2 separate regions of the Mus musculus genome follow, and region 2 is linked to region 1. A link is a contact called in public HiChIP or PLAC-seq data. All regions are on one chromosome and are shown on one strand. Each heading gives the region's core, a stretch centred on a gene start, on an enhancer-like site or on the middle of the called end of the contact. The rest is flanking DNA. Distances are from core to core; before and after follow the strand shown. Region 1 has its middle 64 kb from the start of Cmpk2. Region 2 has its middle 19 kb from the start of 1700020D12Rik.

Region 1 (2,606 bases), core at 38-2,537:
CCCCACAGACTTGCCTTATAGACCATCTGATGGAGTCAGTTCCTCAACTGAGAGCCTTGCAGGGCGTGTGACGGCAGTAAGCAAAGTCAGTCATTGCAGTGGGTGGGGACGAGAAAGACGATGACTTGATGACTTTAATGATCTGGATCTAATGTACTTTAGGTCATATTTCACATTCTTTCACAGAGTTGATGATTTTCAGCTCCTCCCCTCACGATGATTTTATATTAAGTTATTTAAAGTCTGCACCAAACGATGTTTTCTACAAGATGCCGTAGGGCAGTATTTAAAGGCTTCAAGTAACAGACTGGTTAAAATAAGCATTAACCATCCTTTTTGTTTATGTATGAGAAGTCCACTCTGTACTGCAGATGACTCAGAAAGAGGCAGGCCTTGGCTGGATTCCCTATCTGTAGGACGCTTTCTGCCTCCCAATCCGGGATGCATGTGAGTTTGGAAACCAGTGGATTCACTAGGAGTTTTTAAGCCCATGTAATGTGCTCACCTCACCAACATTCATGAGGCGTGAGGAGAAAAGGCTCCAGGAGGGGGTGAAGGGCTGGATTCTGCTTGAAGACAAAAGGGAATACCCAAGGAGAGAGGGGAGGGAAGGTTTCAAGATCATAGGCAGAGTCAGAACCTAGCCAGGCATAGGGCAAGTCACCGTTGGCTGTCACGTCAGCCTCCTTCTGGGTGACTGAAGACTGCAGATGGGAAATGGAAACCGTCCAGGTTATCAGGTGAGTGAGATCTATGTACAGGCAAGACTTTGACCTCACTGCCTAACTCCAAATATGATGATATTTCAGCCATTTTCCCTCAATACTGAGGGTTACAAGAGCTTGGGCTAATGTAATTTATGTTTCAACTAAACACTGAGACTGTAACTGGACAAACATCACACACACACACACACACACACACACACACACACACGCACACACACATTTGTATATACACATATTTATTTGAACTGATTAGTAAATTAAGTATGATTTAAAAGTATATTTAATTTTATTTTCCTTTGACATCCCCCCTTACCCTCCCCCCCCCCAGAGTAGCTGCTGGGGGTAGACCCCCAACATAACGAAAAACATTCCTCAATGTTCTGTGCACACTGCCTTTTATGGGCATGCTCAGGTTTCCAAGGCAAGGTGGCTTTGAATCAGTTGCAGGCCTCCTTTCATGTAGAAAACTGCTTAAAGATGTGATATTAGGGCCCAGGGAGACTGCAGAGAGAAGGGACAGTCATTTGCCAGTACTGTCCACTGGGTGGCACTGTTGCTCCACAGAGTGTCTCCATGGCGGGTCCCCAAGGACCAGGGCCAGGACCTACACAAAGGTAGGGAAGGTGTGTATGGTGAAGGGTTTATTAATGACTTTGCCTCCTCTGCGCAGCACTTTTGCGCATCTCCCCGGCCTCAGATCGTTCCTGGGCTCTCTCTGGACTGAGTGCCTGATTTGTTGTGGCCCAAACTGCTTTAGACAACAGCCAAGAAGGGCAGAGACTTCACGTGTGCACAGGCTGCAGTCCCGACGTCACTTAGAAGATTAAAAATAAATTGAAGCACATGTCACTTCAAAGGGGGCACAAAAAGGACATCGGCATGATTGGGCGCAGTAATGAGAAAGAGCTGTAGGTCCTTAGTTTGAACTGTACAGAAAAAAGGATTTTGAGGCTTATTCCCCACCCCTGTACTCCTTACATGAGAGTTAATATATTTTGATATTTAAGGCGCATTCGACACCATATGTGTGTGTGTGTGTGTGTGTGTGTGTGTGTGTGTATCTCCAATCTCTCTGTTTGGATTTGGACTCTGCCCTCGATCAGGGAGCCACATCAAGGAGCCAGGGAGACAAGAGTGTTCATCGGGGAAAGCCTGGGCCACACTGATGTACAAGCACAGAGCCCCTTGTCTGCAGAACCAACCCTACCGGTCCAGAAGGCTTTGTTGCCTACCTATCTATAATATCCATCCGGCTTGGTCTTTTGTCTCTAGGACCAGTCCCTGCAGCCTGGCCCCTCTCAGCCTGAGGTCCACGTTCACACATCAGGCATGTCTTGACTAATGGCGGCTGAGGCCCAATGACTCTCGTTTTTCATGAGTTGTCAGGAGTCTGAACACAGGGAGAGGGGGAGGGAGGGAGGGAAAAGAGGGAGGAGAAGGGGGAGGCGAGAGAAAAGGAAGGGGAGGTAGGAACGGGGAGACATAAAAAAGAGAGGAGGGAGGAGAGGAGGGGAGGGGAGGGAGGAGGGGAGGAGAGAGAGAGAAAAACAGGAGGGAGAGGAAGGAAGGAGAGGAGAAAGGGTTAGAGGTGAGATGAAACCTGAGTGGGGGTGGGGAGAGTGATAGAGGAGAGAGAGGAGGGGGAGGAGAGAGTGAGAAGGAGAGAAGAGAGAACACAGAGAGGGAGGTGGTGAGGAGAGAGAGACTGAGAGAGAGAGGTACTCAGAGGGAGAGGAGCATGGGCAGATGTCCTCATGAAAAATTTACAAGGAATAATCAGAGGTCCGTTCATTCCCTTTGGCGGGGAGGCCCCTAGGCTGTTTGCCCGGGCCACTGGGAGAAGGTGGGAAGAGCCCCCTCATTCTGCAGCAATCTGGC
Region 2 (2,606 bases), core at 75-2,574, 99 kb after region 1:
TAAACCGATTGCATTTGCTGACATGAATTCACCCACCAAGATCAGTTTACCATTAAGCTTACTGGAGATCTTCAGGGCTCTGAAAGAATCTTTAGATGGCGTCTATGCACTGGAACTCTGTTCCGGAGCTTGCTTCTCGTGAGTGGTTTCTCTATACTTTTCTTCCCTTGTTGCTTTAATTTATTACATGGAATAGGCAATGCCTAGGAAGATCTGACTGCACCCAAGGCCACAAGGGCTGCTTTGGTGTAGTTCAGACTTTGCAGAATCAATTTCACTGCTTCCTTTCTGTCTCTCTCTCTCTTAAATTATCTATCCATCCATCACACTTACGCCTCTGTATAAAAGGAGATTTTTTTTTAATCAAGCGGGTACTTTTCTTGATATGACCAAAGAAGTCACCCATGCTGTATGTTTATTCCCACCCCCACACCAAGCCTACACAGCTCATGGAGCTTTGTGGCCTCCAAAATTGGTTGCTTAATAGCTTAGCAATTTTCATGAATAGCTTCCATGGAAAAACTCTGGAAAAGGTCAAAAAAATTTTCCCCATTAACACTTCAAAAAAAACCAATTAATTGACTCATAGTGCCTGAGGGAAGAGCATCCCTATCCCAATTATAACAAGCTCTGTTTTGAATAGAAATTTAAATTCTTTCTAGGGAAACTTGAAGGTGAGATAGCTTTCTTACAGATTCTAGGTTTCTTTCATGTGGCTAAAAATAGAAGGGGCCCAGGGAAAGTCACATCACATGTGCAATCCAGAGCCTGCTGGTTCAGGACCACTGAAAACTAACCAGGGACTAGAGAAAAAAGGGGGTAGTAAAAAAAAGTAGGATAGTGAGTGTGTGTGTGTGTGTGTGTGTGTGTGTGTGTGTGTGTGTCAGGGGAGCAGACCACCATCTGCTACCCAAGCCACTACCAGTACCTAACATACTCTGCCCTGTTCCCTGGTAAACCGATAACCATGACATATGGATTTTAGGCCTCCTGACAAACATTGCGACCAGAAGCGGAGGAGCCTCCTGCATGAATTGTACACTCTCCTATGAGCAAGAGTGACAGAGCCGCTCATTTGTGGCTTTGTCTGCTTTTGTGCACCCAGTAAATAGAATCTCACTCAGGACACTAGCAGTGACCAATCCGTCTAATAAGGATCCTTACTAAGACTGGGTAGGGGAGCCTAGCATTTTGTTTTTCCTCTCATTTTTATGTAGGAAATCATAGGAAAACCATGAGGCAGGCAGCCCCCCTTCCATGCTGTGCTTTTGTGTTCAAAGATTGGTTGAGGCTGCCTTGCCAGTGAGATGAACACACTGTGTGGGGGTGGAGCTGGATGCTGCCTCTTAACCCCATGCATGCTGGAGGATTTTGTTACAGGGCAGACCTGGCTTTGCCAGTCTGAGAATAGGATTAATAAAATTTCTGTTACCCAAAGCAATATTGGGTTGTTCCCACATTGATCCTTAAAACTCTAATGGAAACAGCAACAAAATAATTGGGGATAAAATATAGATTTCTAGCCCCATTCAAAACTGTTAATTGTGGTGGTTAATAGAGTTATCAATTCGTTTTAGTGGTGTGTGCTGACCTCTCTTTGCTAAAGGTAGACATGGTTGCCTTGGGCTCCCAACAAACTGCCATAGAATGTAACTTTGATTTTCCCCAATTAACCCACAGGTAAACACTCTGGATACCTATTTCCAATCTCCCCTTTCTGTGAATGTTTGCATGTACTATGTCACATCTGTGCAATCTGTGTTCTTGCTTCCCTACATAATGATGTTGGGAGTTCTGTGGTAGAGGGTGACATACCAGTGCCCTATTGTGATAGCCAGCTGTTTCTCTAGGCTTGGGCATTTATGCATCTGTAAAGGGTTTGTCTTGTAAGTGAAAGAGCCTTTTGGCTAACTTTTGTGTCTACAAGTAATTATTCCCCTAGGTCTGGTGGCCAGAAGCTTCCCAGGTGCTGAAAATCCTAGAGGTTCATGATACATATGCCAAATAATTATGGGAAATCACAATGGGCTTTGAATGGAGGATAATGTAGGCAGTCCTTGCCTGGATCAAACCAAACCTCAGGTGACAGCTGCACATTCAAGAATATGGCCTTTTCGGGCTGGAGAGATGGCTCAGTGGTTAAGAGCACCGACTGTTCTTCAGAAGGTCCTGAGTTCAAATCCCAGCAACCACATGGTGGCTCACAACCATCCTGAGTGAGATCTGACTTCCTCTTCTGGAGTGTCTGAAGACAGCTACGATGTACTTACATAAAATAAATAAATAAATCTTTAAGAATATGGCCTTTGTTGTCTGTGCAACAGACTCAGGGTACATGAAATACCTTCTGTTAATCCCCCAAAGCATTGCTGTTTGACTGGCTATCATTTTCAGGCAAGTGTTCTGCTAGCAGTCTGAGTATGCTGAGTAATATTGCATGTTCAAGTAGTACAAGTACTTTCAAAAGTTTTGTGCCCTTTAAGATGAGTAGTAAACATGTTTTCTTTATTCTCCAAAAGGATGCAGTGGCTTAGTTGTCCCTCCTCATCTCCAAGATAGTCTAAGACTTGAGTGAATGCCTGGGAATATAGATCCCACTGCAGTAC

Evidence for each region. HiChIP or PLAC-seq counts read pairs in DNA pulled down with a chosen protein or histone mark.
Region 2: an H3K4me3 HiChIP or PLAC-seq map of embryonic forebrain shows a contact between it and region 1, with 3 times the contacts expected there. The contact joins two enhancer-like sites. A contact is called at or near these places in 6 of 484 Hi-C or Micro-C datasets (cerebellum, cortical neurons, embryonic fibroblasts and 2 more) and 1 of 115 datasets of contacts at active chromatin or transcription factors (embryonic forebrain).

The regions. Positions count from the first base shown.
Region 1 is chr12:26,531,869-26,534,474 of GRCm38.p6, forward strand. No RefSeq gene overlaps it. Among named protein-coding and RNA genes, the nearest start is that of Cmpk2, 64 kb to the left of the region's middle. Within about 2 kb of position 1,288, at least 45 of the 459 cell types and tissues checked have an H3K27ac peak or open chromatin away from gene starts, as enhancers often do. A contact at or near this core is called in cerebellum, cortical neurons, embryonic forebrain and 1 more, where this site is marked.
Region 2 is chr12:26,630,702-26,633,307 of GRCm38.p6, forward strand. No RefSeq gene overlaps it. Among named protein-coding and RNA genes, the nearest start is that of 1700020D12Rik, 19 kb to the left of the region's middle. Within about 2 kb of position 1,325, at least 51 of the 459 cell types and tissues checked have an H3K27ac peak or open chromatin away from gene starts, as enhancers often do. A contact at or near this core is called in cerebellum, cortical neurons, embryonic forebrain and 1 more, where this site is marked.